Linked DNA regions of Oryctolagus cuniculus: region 1 is linked to region 2. The links are chromatin contacts, called in public Micro-C maps. All regions are on one chromosome and are shown on one strand. The core of a region is the stretch at or near the end of the contact, and the rest is flanking DNA. Distances in the headings are between cores, read along the strand shown.

What was found. A called contact is a pair of places that touch in the nucleus more often than the background predicts.
Region 1: a contact with region 2 is called in a Micro-C map of ear pinna, with 6 times the contacts expected there. The contact joins the promoter of ZBTB10 here to the enhancer-like site in region 2. A contact is called at or near these places in 2 of 6 Hi-C or Micro-C datasets (ear pinna and an unstated tissue).

The regions. Positions count from the first base shown.
Region 1 is chr6:105,999,084-106,005,973 of mOryCun1.1, forward strand. ZBTB10 (zinc finger and BTB domain containing 10) reads left to right here and starts at 2,279. Exons shown (of 6, transcript XM_017341413.3): 1 at 2,279-3,382. The coding sequence starts at 2,393. It overlaps LOC127490727 (a long non-coding RNA gene), which reads right to left and starts at 1,726. Exons shown (of 7, transcript XR_011389489.1): 1 at 983-1,726.
Region 2 is chr6:105,719,948-105,726,415 of mOryCun1.1, forward strand. No RefSeq gene overlaps it. Among named protein-coding and RNA genes, the nearest start is that of TPD52, 91 kb to the left of the region's middle. Within about 2 kb of position 2,009, at least 8 of the 8 cell types and tissues checked have an H3K27ac peak or open chromatin away from gene starts, as enhancers often do. A contact at or near this core is called in ear pinna, where this site is marked.

The sequences.
Region 1 (6,890 bases), core at 1,029-3,528, 280 kb after region 2:
TACAATCTGGCTGCTCTGCACGGTACTAACACTACAGTGAAGCGACTGTTGCCTCAAATAAACCTATATAATCAATGCATATTGGTCTGGATGTACACTGATGTGTTTAGTCCACTTAAAATATTAAGACAAATAATATTTTATATGTTCAGGAAAATATATTCACTCCTGAAAAATATACCATGTCCCACAATATATATTCAAAGCATTAAATACTGTTCTTATTTTGGAAACAAACATCTCTGAAGAATTATAAAGTTAGAGGGTATGAAAATTGTTAATTAGTGCTCTCTATAATTTTACATTAATATATAAGGTGGGTTAAAGCCTCCACTCCAGTCCCTCTCACTGGCAATCGACCGCCTAAAGACTGCAGGCATATTTTTCGTTCTTCCTATGCATATTCTAAAGGAATTATTTATGTAAAAAGCCGGTTCTTATCAGCAGTTATCTCCGACTTGTTTTATATGCATTTGCGATTCAGCTTCTAGTTGATGCATTATTTAGAGTAAATAAAACACCCCTCCATGGCCTGAAGGTATCTTTTTGGGGGGGGGGCGGTGAAACTTGTTTGAACGACAATAACAAAAAAAAAAACTTGACTTATCTAATACTGTAAACTAGCATATGAGCCTAAACACTGCAGAATTTGCTACATGTAGCATCTTTTTAAAAGACTTTTTTTAAAAAGGGATCAATGTTAAGGGCTCCAAACCGGAGAACCTTTCAGTGAAAAAGTCCACTAGGATGGTCGCCTTGGGCGCTTCACTCCCAGCTCAATCAGTTCTAATCACTCTAAATTCTATATGCAATGTAAACAGTTGGCGTTGCTTTTTTTTTTTTTCTTTTCAAATGAGCCCTTGCTGCGCTGGGGCTGGCAATCTCGGGAGCCGCGCGCCGGGTCCGTGCGAGCAGCCTCCTGCCGCGGCTGGGGAAAACCCTGCCTAATATTTATAACGTTATGACATACTGTAATACTCACAAGGTGGTTGTAGAAGTATAAACACGAGCCGAGCCCTCTGATTGGTTGCCGGTGATGTAACACCCATGTCAATACTTCCCAGTGAACGCACGTGTTCGACCTTTTATTTAAATTTCCATTTCATCACGGCCGTCAAGACACTCGGGGCGGTGCGTTTTCGGCGAGAGGATGGTTGCCCCCGGGGCCCGAGGCGCTGCCCTGGCATCCAGGGCAGGCGGTGGTCCGCGGCTCGCCACCTCCTCGCCCGAGAGGCGCTCGCCCGCTCCAGTCTTTGTGAGGGGACAAAATAAGTTCACTTCCTCGGGCACCGCCATCCACACACACCCACACCCCCACCCACCGCACCCCACCCCACCCCACCCACCCCCAGCAAATGACAAGGCTGGAGCGCAGCTTCCCACCGCGCACTTATTTCCCAAAGTCCCAGGTGAACTCGTGGCGAGAGGAGGAAAACGCGCGTCCCGGGCGCGGGTAGGTGCCTGTGGGCAGCGGGGAGGCGGCCAGACCCTGACACTCGCCAGCTGTTTGTCCTCCGCGCAGCCCTGGCCCCGGCCGCACACGCCCGCCCCTCCCCGAGACCCCCAGCCGGCCGCCCGGCCTTTTGTCCCCCCGCCCCTCGGCCGACTTCCTTCCCTGCGGCCGCACCCCCGCCCCCAGGCCGGAGGCGCGGCCCGGCCCCTTTCCCGGTCCCCTGGCGCCCCCACCCCACCCCAGCCCAGCCCCAAGCCCAGCCCCCCTCCCCCAGCCCGGCCCCCACCCTTTCCCCCTCCAGCGGTTACTGCTACCCCGGTGCATTGTGGGCGCACGGTCCGTTGTTCATTTGCCATTCGACCTCCGCCAGGGCCTGGTCGGACGGAAGCGCTCCGCCGGCTTTATTGTCGGCTCGTTATGTGGCGGAGCCGGGCAGTTTAACGTGCCTCTCGTCCTCAGCGCGTCGGCAGCCGGCGGCGGCGGCGGCGGCGGGACTCCTCGGCGCGCCGGAGGAAGGATATCTGTTTGGAGGGTCGGTGTGTGCGCGCGGCGTAGAAGAGGGGGCAGCGGAGGGTCTCCCCGCACTCCGCCTCTCAACTTCGAAGGCCCCACGCGCCCCGGCTCGCTCCTCGCCTCTCCGCCGCCCGCCCCCTTCTCCGCGCGGGACGCTGCCCGGAGCGCAGCGGGGCGGGGGTGGAGGACGCGGAGAGCGGCCGGAGGCGGCGGCGGCGGCGGCGGCAGCGGACGCGGACGCGTGCGGCAGCCCCGGGCGCGAGCCGGGCGGGAGGGCGAGGCCGAGCCCCGCGAGACCGGAACGCCGGGGGCGGGGGCGAAGCGGAGGGGGAGCCGCGGGGAGCGCGCGGGACGCGGCCCGAGGCCGGGCGCGAGCCGGGGCACCGGGCGGCGGCGGCGGCGGCGGCGGCGGCGGCTGCGCGCGCCATGTCGTTCAGTGAGATGAACCGCAGGACGCTGGCGTTCCGAGGAGGCGGGTTGGTCACCGCCAGCGGCGGCTCCACGAACAATAACGCTGGCGGGGAGGCCTCGGCTTGGCCTCAGCAGCCGCAGCCAAGACAGCCCCCGCCGCCGGCGCCGCCCGCGCTTCAGCAGCCCAATGGGCGGGGGGCCGACGAGGAAACGGAATTGGAGGGCCTGGAGCCCCAAGACTTGGAGGCCTCCGCTGGGGCGGCCGCTGCTGCGGCTGCCGCGGCCGCCGCCGAGGAAGCTAAGGAGTTGCTGCTCCCCCAAGACGCGGGCGGCCCCACCTCGCTGGGCGGCGGTGGCGCGGGGGGCCCCTTGCTAGCGGAAAGGAACCGTCGGACTCTGGCCTTCCGAGGAGGCGGCGGCGGCGGGGGTCTCGGCAACAATGGCAGTAGCCGCGGCCGGCCCGAGACCTCGGCGTGGCCCCTGAGGCATTTCAATGGACGAGGGCCGGCGGCTGTGGAGCTGGAGCTGGACGCGCTGGAGGGGAAGGAGTTGATGCAGGACGGCGCGTCCCTGAGCGACAGCACCGAGGACGAGGAGGAGGGGGCGAGCCTGGGCGACGGCAGTGGGGCGGAAGGCGGCAGCTGCGGCAGCAGCAGGCGGTCGGGCGGCGATGGCGGGGACGAAGTGGAGGGCAGCGGTGTGGGAGCTGGCGAAGGAGAGACTGTCCAGCACTTGCCGCTCGCGCGGTCCAAGTCCCTAATGCAGAAGCTCCAGTGCTCCTTCCAGACCTCCTGGCTAAAGGATTTTCCCTGGCTGCGGTATTCCAAGGATACTGGCCTTATGTTTTGCGGCTGGTGCCAAAAGACCTCCGAGGATGGGGGCAGCGTGGACCTGCCCCAGGTGGGGCACGATGAGCTTTCTCGAGGGACCCGCAACTACAAGAAAACCCTTCTCCTGAGGCACCACGTCTCTACCGAGCACAAACTCCACGAAGCCAACGCCCAGGTAGGCTAGAGCTCGCGCCTGCCTCTTTTAGGGGGAAGATTCCTTGGCTAAACCACCCATTCCCCTGAGCGAGGGCATCGCTCCCGTTGAGAGGGGTGCGGGGAGCCTTCCGCGTGGGGGTTTGGAAAGCCTGGGAACAAGTTTGCAAAAGTTGTGTATGTGGTGTGGGGGGAGGGGAACGGAATGACAATTTTCTAATCGTACCGCTGACTGTGTTTTTATGTCTTTATGACTGAGATTTCTTTGCTCTTGGGATTGAATCCAGTAGAAGGTTTTGAAAAAGTAGGTTGAAGGTTTTAGTCTAAAAGGATGACTTCGGGTCATGTATTTTATTAGCTGTGATTTTAGCGAAGCCGCCTTATGTTCGTAGAGGTTTAGTGTACTGCTGGAAGTCAGATCTGGCAACTGAAGAGTGGATTAGGCAGAGTTCCCTAAACCTGGCAATACCTCTCCCAAGAAACCGTCTAGCCGAAAGAGTTCTTCCATTAGAGCACGATAATGTGAAGTGTCAGAACTGTATGTAAATGTTGGGGAAGCTATTTGAATAACTCCTTTCTCATGTGAGTAATTTTACTAAACTCGTCTCGGCTGAACTTGTTGAACTTTCTTACCAAGACTTGCTTGTGGTAAACTGTCGTAGCTTTGACCTGTGTACTTCTATCCAGATTTCTGTGCTGAGAGTCTTCTATAGCCTTCTTTTTCAGAAACGTTCTTGTAAATCAGTTTACATTGAGTACTTTAAACTTAGCGTGGGAGATATTTAGTATGCAGTTTTTTTGGATCAAGTAGTTGATTTGAACTGGTAGGGAATTTTTTTTTTTGACCAAATTCTTGAAAACCCCAGTCTTTAGCTACAAATCAAGTAAGCTGTACTTTAGTTCTTAGTCCTCGTTTTAACATTTCTAGTCTAAAGATAGTAGCCTAACCATCAAGCCAAAGATGTTGATCAGCCCGTTTTTTTTTTCTTCTGACTTTTACAAAAAGATCCATGAATGTGGATGGAAATCATTCTTTTGTAGCCAAGTCATTGATTTTAGAAAGTCAATTCTCATATTTGTCCCTTGGTGTGTTGTTTATTGGCGTGATCTTGCGTTCAGCACCCTTGTAAGGGAGTTAGTTAGGCACACCAATAACCACACAGACCCAGTACAGAAGATTCTCAGAAGTTGGGGCTTTCACTGAAAAAGCATAGGGTTATTATTCCTATATACTTCAGATACAGTTTTGGGGTTTTTTTCTTTCCTTGCAGATATTTAGTTGCTTAAACCCTAGGAGGAAGATCATTTAAAGATACAAGCCCCAGAAAGGTTAAGTAAATTGTCCTAAGTCTTAAGAGTTCTGGGTGGCAACTGAGACTAAAGCCTATAAGGAGTGTCGTAATGGAAAAAGAATGGGTTTGGAGTAAATCTGGGTTCAGATCTCAGCTTTCTGCAGTTGCTAGCTTTGTGAGCTTGGGCAATGAAGTGAGATAGAGCTAACATTTTTCTTGTTTTTCTGTGTGCCAGACACATTTACTGTGCAAAGTGTCTTTGTTTCCATTTTATAGAAGAGGAGTCTAAGGCCTTAAAGGGTTAATTAACATGCCTGGTGTTATTCAGTAAAATACTAAATAGGTGGGGGACCTGTGAAAATTAAAACTTAAATTTCCACATAATGTTGAGTTGGTTATCTAAAAATTTTTAAAGACAACAGAAATGAATTAATATACAGTGGGCCAGTTAGTCCTTATCAGCACAGTCTTTCGATGTAGGCGAATCTGAATGGGAATGCAAATTATAATTAGCTGCTTCGTGAACCTGAAATCATAGGAAGGGGGAATTAGTTGGATAACCTTATGGTAGACTTAGTATGGGTGTATCCTTCTCTAGGCATTTGTCTGGCTCACAATTCATTGGTAGGTGAAACCTTTTTAAAACTTGACCTGAGCTATTCCTTTCCCTTCCCCTTTGAAAATCTCTGCTAATTCAGCGGATAGATCATCTCATTTCTTTTAAGGCATTCTTTGATTAGACTGAAGACAATACAATTTAGTAAGGCGGGTTTGTTTTCAGGCTATCTGTTGGTCCTCCTTGATTGGGTTTTGGTTGTTTCCGCTTTGAATTGATCCTCATCATTTCTGTAGTTCCTAAGTAGTTTGGAAGATATCTTGATACCCCAGGTAACACCTTTGAATCTCTTTGTCCTGTTAATACTCTGCCTTACTCCTTTGGGCAGTGTTGGTGTTTTTTGTTTTTGTTGCCCTAACTACAGCCCTTGATCACCTGTAGGAGGCAGTATAACACAGCCTGTAAGAGCATTCTTGGGCGTAAGGTTGGGGGGACTTGGGTCATGCTCTTTCCTGGCAGGCAAAGTAGTTAACTTCTAGTTTCCAATGCAAAATATATGGGCCAGCACACAATGGCTTAGTAAATTACAGCTATTACTTATTGTCATTTATTTTAATTGTAGTTAGCTACCTCACTGTCACTGGTTTGTCAGTTTTGTAGCCACTGTCTCATGGAATAACTCTTGTTAGAGACCAAGCCAGTTCTCCATTTGATACCTCCTGGGACTTTGGCCTTCAGATTCTTTGAACATTCTGAGCCTGTTTCTCATATCCTACATGAAATTTTCCTCAGCTTTTCAAAGAATACCTTGCGTTAGCGTTCTCTTGGCTTAAAAACATTGAAATGAGTTTTGGAATTCTTCAGGCAGGAGTTCAATTTGAGCTAGAGGTAGTTTATTCATTCTCATTTCTCTTTTAAGGAGACCTGTATTTTAGAGGAGTTTGGACAAATTTTAGTGTGTCACCAAGGATTACATTTCTTACTTTTTCTATTAAAAAAAAAAAAGCTTTGATGGTGACCTTGAAAAGATTTGAGCACTCTTGAGAAGATTATTATTTGGACAGTAGTTATAAAGCATTGCTCATGGGAAACTTTTTTATTATTTATTTGATAGGTAGAGCTAGAGACAGAAAGAGGGAGAGACTGAAAGGAAGGTCTTCCATCCACTGGTTCACTCTCCAAATGGCCGCAACGGCTGGAGTTGAGCCGATCCGGAGCCAGGAGCTTCTTCCCCGTGTCCCACATGGGTGCAGAGGCCCAAGGACTTGGGCCATCTTCTACTGCTTTCCCAGGCCATAGCAAGAGAGCTGGATTGGAAGAGGAGCATCCCAGACACTAACTGGTACCCGTATGGGATGCCGGTGCCACCGCACCGGCCCCCTCATGGGAGACTTTAAGCATGCTTTTTGAGTCTTTGTTCTGAGCCTTCTATTTCAGAGGTATACCTCCATTTATAAGGATAATATGGTATAGTTTTACTTTGAATAACAGCTATACCTTCAGAGTCAGGTTCGATGATTTGCTCTCAGAATTTAACCATTTTGCCCAGAGGATCTTAAAATGGCTTTATTAATAGTGATTACTACTGTATCTTGGTCTAGACCCCTTTCTATCCAGGTGTGAAATTTCCATTGCCTAAATCAAGCATCCTGTCAACTCTTACAGTTTACTAAACCTAAGAC
Region 2 (6,468 bases), core at 759-3,258:
TATTAGCAAACTGGAACATTATAGAGGCATTAATGATTTTGATTCTTGTCACCCAAGCTACAACCCAAAACCCATCAAAATAATCACTTCATTCACCTAAATCAAACATATTTAATCTTTCACAAGTACCTGTTATTCTAAAAACATGTTACATATGATACCACAAAACAATTAATATAAAACATGAACATACACATTTGTCACCTATCCCACTGTCCCATTAAAAACCAGGCAGAATAATGCTGGCTTACACAGTGTGCCCCGGGCCTTCTAACAATACACACAAGACTGGTGACAAGCTTGCTAACTCTTAACATTGAGTGTCTACTATGTGCAAGTTATTACCTAACCAACCAAGGATGATCAAAAATGAAATGCTCCTAAACTCAAGCAGCTTAAAATCTAGACGAGAATGTGTATGTGTACCTATACATATGCACAGTGTCTGCATATATCTATATTATACATGATGTTGCTAAGCATGGCATATGTGAAGTGTGCAATTAACCTGAGGAGTATGAAGACAAGTACAAGGCTCCAGAGAGTCTCTTACAAGTTATCAAAAGTAAAATGGAATACATGGAATGTCATTATTTACATAAAAACTCTCATATGGAGGCAGGCATTTAGGCGAGCAGTTGAGGTATCTTCATCTGACAAGGGAGTACCTGGGGTCAGGAAGCAGCTCTAGCTCCTGACTCCAGTTTTCCAAGAATGCAGACCCCGGGAGGCAGTGCTGATGGCTCAGATAATTTGGTTCCTGTCACCCATGTGGGACAGACCTGGATTGAGTGGGCTGTTGTGGGCAGCTGGGGAGTAAATCAGTGAATGGGAGTGCTTCCGTTCGTTCTGTCTCTCTCATAAATAAATTTTAAAAACAACTCATGCAGGAAGGCAAATACTGGAGGGAAAAAAAAAAAGGCAAAAAATAAAAACTATTGCATTAGGGCTTAAAACAGAAGTGATTCCCATTCCCACTTCCAAGCATTATTTCTGTTCGTTAGCGTTTATTTAGCTCTTTAAAACCGTGCCAGCCTCATCTGTGTGACAGTCACTGCTTTATTATCAGCCAGAAATCCCTAAGATGAAGCAACATTTAAATCTGGGAAGAAAAAAAAAAAAAACATGCCCAGCTATTGCCACATCTCCAGCAGCGATTCTATTCTGGACAATCTGACTTGAGTTCCTGTCTTAAGAGAAAAGTGCATCCAAAGCTACGGTTAAATCAGACAGAGCAACCCAGGACCCTTCCCTTCTCCCCAAGAAACCCAGAGCCACCACCTCGCAATCTGGGGACACACGGTACACACAGCCATCGCCGCAGCCACCACAAATCCTCCGCACCGTAACTTCCAGGAGCACGGGAAGTCTCAACGTTGGGGCGGGGTAGAGGGTCGTGGTCCCCTCCGTGAGAGAGGAAAACGATCCAAGGTCCCCAGCTCCACCAGCGGCTCCGAGCACTTACAAGAGCCGGCGGCCCTGCGCTACTCCACCAGGCTTTATATCCTAAGCGCAACGCGATCGCCAGCCCCGGCCAGCGCCTTCGCCGCCTCCCAGAACCTTCTCTCCCTCGATCTCGATCTCTCTCTCTCTCTCTCTCTCTCTCTCTCTCTTAGTCTGTTTCTCTCGCTCTCTCCATCTCCTTCACGCACACTCGCTCGCTCACACACACACACACACACACACAGGCGGCCTCCTCTGCCGGCTCGCCTCCTCGCTCCAGCTCCGCCGCCCCGGGATGCCGGCTGGCACTCGGCGAGACGCAACTTGCCCCGCACCTGCTCCGGCTCGGGGCCGCGCGCAGCCCCGCGCCGAGCCCGCGCCCACCCGGAAGCCGCGGCGCCCGCCTCACCTTGCTCGCCGCGGTCCATGGCTCCCGCCCGCCGCCTCGCGTCCTCCGCGCCTCCGCCGCCCGCAGCCCGTCCGGCTCGGCCCGCCCGCCGCGCTGCGCCGAGCTCCTCCTCGCCTCCGTCGCGCGACTCCCGCGAAGTCCCCACCCCCAAAGGCGTCGGGCGCGGCGGCGCCGCCCGCGCTCGGCCGGGAGCGCCTTCCCGGGGCGTCACCCAACCACCTGACCCGGCCGACCTGTGCGCTCCGCCACGTCGGCGCAGGCGGGCGAGCGGGCGGCGCCGGGCGAGCAGGGCCGGGCGCGTCCCGGCCTCGGTGCGGGCGGGAAGCCTGCGTGGAGGAGGGAAGAGGGGGACCGCGGCGGGCTGGAAGCAGCCATGGAGGCTGCTGGGGGACCGGGATGGGCGGCGTCTGCGCTGCACCTTCAAGTTCTTTATAAAATCAAAAGTTTCCTCCGAGGCGTCGGCGATGCCTTTTGTCCGCCTCTGCGGGCACCTGCTCTCATGTACTTAGTGAGGAGAAGGCACAGGCCGGTTATGTAGGAATGCCATTGGCTCTTTTTTTCCCCTATGTGCGTCATAGTCTCCTGTTACCCGAAATGATACTCTATGATGTCTTCCCTAACCAGGTCAAAACCCAGCAGAGGTGAAAAATCACAAAGAATCTCTAGAAAATTCTGTCGTCGTGTCTTTTCATAGAAAGTGTGGATGTTTTTAGGAGACTCGATTTCCATGTAATAAGGACAGGACTGTTTTGAGTGCAGGACCGAGGACAACGCTGGGAAACGGATTTAATCGAATGAAATTAATTAGATTAACCAAAGGGCAAGATTACCAATAGAATCTTTGGAAAATGCATTCTGTGGCTTCTTTTCTATCGGTTGTTTAAGTTCCTGTATAGGTACTTTCTTTTTAAATTTACCTTCTAATTCCATTTCCCACAAACTTTTTTTTAAAGATTTATTTATTTATTTGAAAGTCAGAGTTGAGCCAATCCAAAGCCAGGAGCCAGGAGCTTCTTCCGGGTCTCCCACATGAATGCAGGGGCCCAAGGACTTGGGCCATCTTCCACTGCTTTCCCAGGCCATAGCAGAGAGCTGGATGGGAAGTGGAGCAGCCGGGTCTCTAACCGGCGCCCATATGGGATGCCAGCACTGCAGGCAGCAACTCAACTGGCTATGCCACAGCACTGGCCCCTCCCATAAATTTTTGTTTACTTTTTTTTAAGATTTATTTTATTTATTTGAAAGAGTTACAGAGTTGCTTACTTTTTATTTTTGTTTATTTTTAGAGATTTACTTCATTTCTCTGAAAGGCAGAATTAGAGGGAGAGAAAGAAAGAGCTTCCATCTGGTGGTCACTCCAAATGGCCAGGGCTGGGCCAGGCCAATGGCAGGCGCCTGGAACTCCATGTGCACATGGACGGAGGCCACAACAGCAGCCATAGCACTTTGAATTACTGCATTAACACTCTGCTTGCAGGGTGTGTTACAGTAACTCATGTTCTACAGAGTCACTTTAACATACGGCTCCTACGATGGTACCTCCGTTTCATGAGCCAAGGGACAGTGCAAGTGACGAGCGCCTGCTTCTGTGTCCTGCCCAGACTCTGACTTGCCCTTCAACTTGAGGCATGATGTAATGAATCCCCTGCAGGCAGTAGGCATTTATTAACGATTTCTAAGTGCGCGTAGTTACCTGAAGTGACTCATGCTTTCTATCTCTATCCTGTTGCACTGTGAGCAGAGTGTGGCTCCTTCCTCACCATGTCTCCAAGCCTTCTCCTCCATGACTTTTACTCTGTTTAGGAAGTGACATCACCTCCCGGAGCCTTGCTGTCACTGCACTTGGCTTATCTGATGCATCACTCACCTGTGGCGCTAATGTGCAGTGCAGACTGCCACAGCTATCATGTATCTGTTTCACAGCATGACTGCATTACAGACTCCAGGAGGGCAAGGACATTTTAATCTTTACATCCCTTTAATTATACCATGCACTTCATAAATATTATAATTTTTACTTTTAGATTTCAATGTTAAACTATATTGTATTTGCTAACAATCCAGTGTCTATAGGAGAGACATACATTTTTTAAAAAATTATTTTTAGTGGTGCTGGTTCGTGTTCCAGCTGCTCCTTTTCTGATCCAGTTCTCTGCTTATGGCCTGGGGAAGCAGTGGAAAATGGCCCAAGTGTTTGGGCCCCTGCATGTGCATGGGAGACATGGAAGAAGCTCCTGGCTCCTGGCTTAGGATCAGTCCAGCTCCGGCCATTGAAGCCACTGGGGAGTAAGCCAGCAGATGGAACACCCGTCTCTCTGTCTCTCCCTCTCTCTGTATGTAATTCTACCTCTCAAATCAATAAATGAAAATTTTTAAAAATGAAAATTTTTTAACTTTTTAAAATTTATTTTGAGACACAGACAAAGCTCCCATCTGCTGATTTACTCCCCAAATGCACAACAGCTAAGGCTGTGCCAAGGCAAAGCTAGGAGTCTAGAATTCAATCCAAGTCTCCCATGTGGTGCAGGAACCCAACTACTTGAGCCATCACCACTGCCCCCAGGGTGCACAGCAACAGGAATCTGGAATGGGCAACAGAGCTAGGACTCAAACCCAGGCACTCTGATTTGGGATACGGGCAGCCCATGCGGCATCTTAACCACTGGGCTAATTGCCTGTGGCAAATTTTTTTTAATGTAATATTAAGGCAAATTTAGGCATTGAAGGAAATTCTATAATATGGGATAGAATTTCTTACTGGCTGATACTCAGGTCTGTTGTATAGAGATAAACATCTGGAGAAACAATCTCTCATCCTATGATCTAATTTGTTGACAAATTGCATTTAAGAATGAGTGTTGGGTACCAGCGTGGTGGGCAAGTTAAACCCCTGCCTACAATGCTGGCATCACATATAGGTGCCAGTTAAGTCCTGGCTGTTCCACTTCCTATCCAACTCCCTGCTAATGGCCTGGGAAGGCACCTGAGGATGGTCCAAGTGCTTGAGGCCCTGCTACCCATGTGGGAGACCTGGAAGAAGCTCCTGGCTCCTGGTTTCAGCCTGGCCCAGCCTTGGCCATTATGGCCATCTGAGGAGTGAACCAGCAGGTGGAAAATCTCTGTCTCTGTCTCTCCCTCTCTCTCTGTTTAACTCTTTCAAATAAATAGGTTTTAAAAGGTATAATTATTACATGTAAATAAGCAATATTTTCAAAAAAAGAAATGTGTTCTATTTATACTTATTTAACTTACTATATACAGTGATGAATTTCATTGTTACATAAGTTGAAAGGGGAAAATTTTTTAAGAGTTTATCTACTTGTTCACCTGCTGTAAGATGGCTAGTAACCTACTGAATATCCAACATTCTCAGTTTCCTTCCTGAAAGAACCCAAATATTGTTTGGGGTAGCCTACTGTGAGCCTGCTGACACAGTGGCCATCCTGACTCCCTTGCAGCTAGGGGGTAGCTCTGCAACTGATTAACCACCAATGAGATACAAGCAAGTATGCTAGCTGGCATCTCTAAGCAGCATTTTTCAAATGACAGACTTGCGACATTATTTTGCCCCTCACCCTTTCCCTTCCTGTTTAGAAGGGCTGCAAGCCAAGCACAGCAGAGTGGAAGGGCAGAAAGAACCTGTGCGTTCAGTGGTATTACAGACCTGCTTCTTAAGGGAGAAAAAGATGCCTGCGCCTGTAGTTGGGTTCATGTTACATGGAGCCAAATTCAGTCCTAACTGATATAATGTACCGTTGTTAACATCGACTGCTGGCATCTGCCCTTGGAGGTGGGTTGGTGCAATTCAGAGCCTTGGGCAAATATTAACTTAATTTTCTCCAGAAGGTTAAACAAGCACTGTTCATTCTATAAACAACCTAGAAGCTGGCTTCTCTCTCATGTTTTCCTTTGACTTAATTTTTTTTTCTGACAAGCAATCTGCACTTGCGGTTCACACTGTGTTACTTCTGAAATGCAGAGAGTTTCTCAGTCGTTGCAGCCCTCTGATAAATCCCTGAAGAAAGGCTAGCACTTAACCCAGCACCTGGGTGCATTCTGCCGTGCAGCACTTAGAAAGCTCCAGCTGGGAGAAGACAGACTGACTTCGTGGTGTTTCTGTAGTTAATGGTGATGGGAGTTTTCTTTGTTTTAGTTTTTTTTTTTTTTTTTCAAAGTACTCATCCATTTGGTGGAATTTCTACATGGAACAGCAGACAGTAGATTTCCCCCAAAACAGAAGAATTGCAGCAAAAGAAAGTATTGAAGAGGACATATAGAAATAGAAGTTGTATCTTCTCGTTGGAAATTTCTATCCTCTGCCCTTCTAGTTGACACCTTCCCCAGCTGAGAGCCAACGAGAACTGAACAAAATGTGTGGACAGTGGAATGTGCCCTCCCTCTCACATTCATAGAGCCTAGGGCAAAAGGCTCTGGAGGCCCTGGCTTTCTCGGAGGTCCTGTCCTTTCCCCTTTAGATTGGTATAGCCCTGGCCCACTCCTGTGTGTGTCTGTGTGTGTATGTGTGTGTATGCCATAGCAACATTTCCCATCTCTGTCCACCCATTCCCATCTGCTGCCCCCTTGGCCACACTTCCCACCTAGGACGGTCCTGGGAA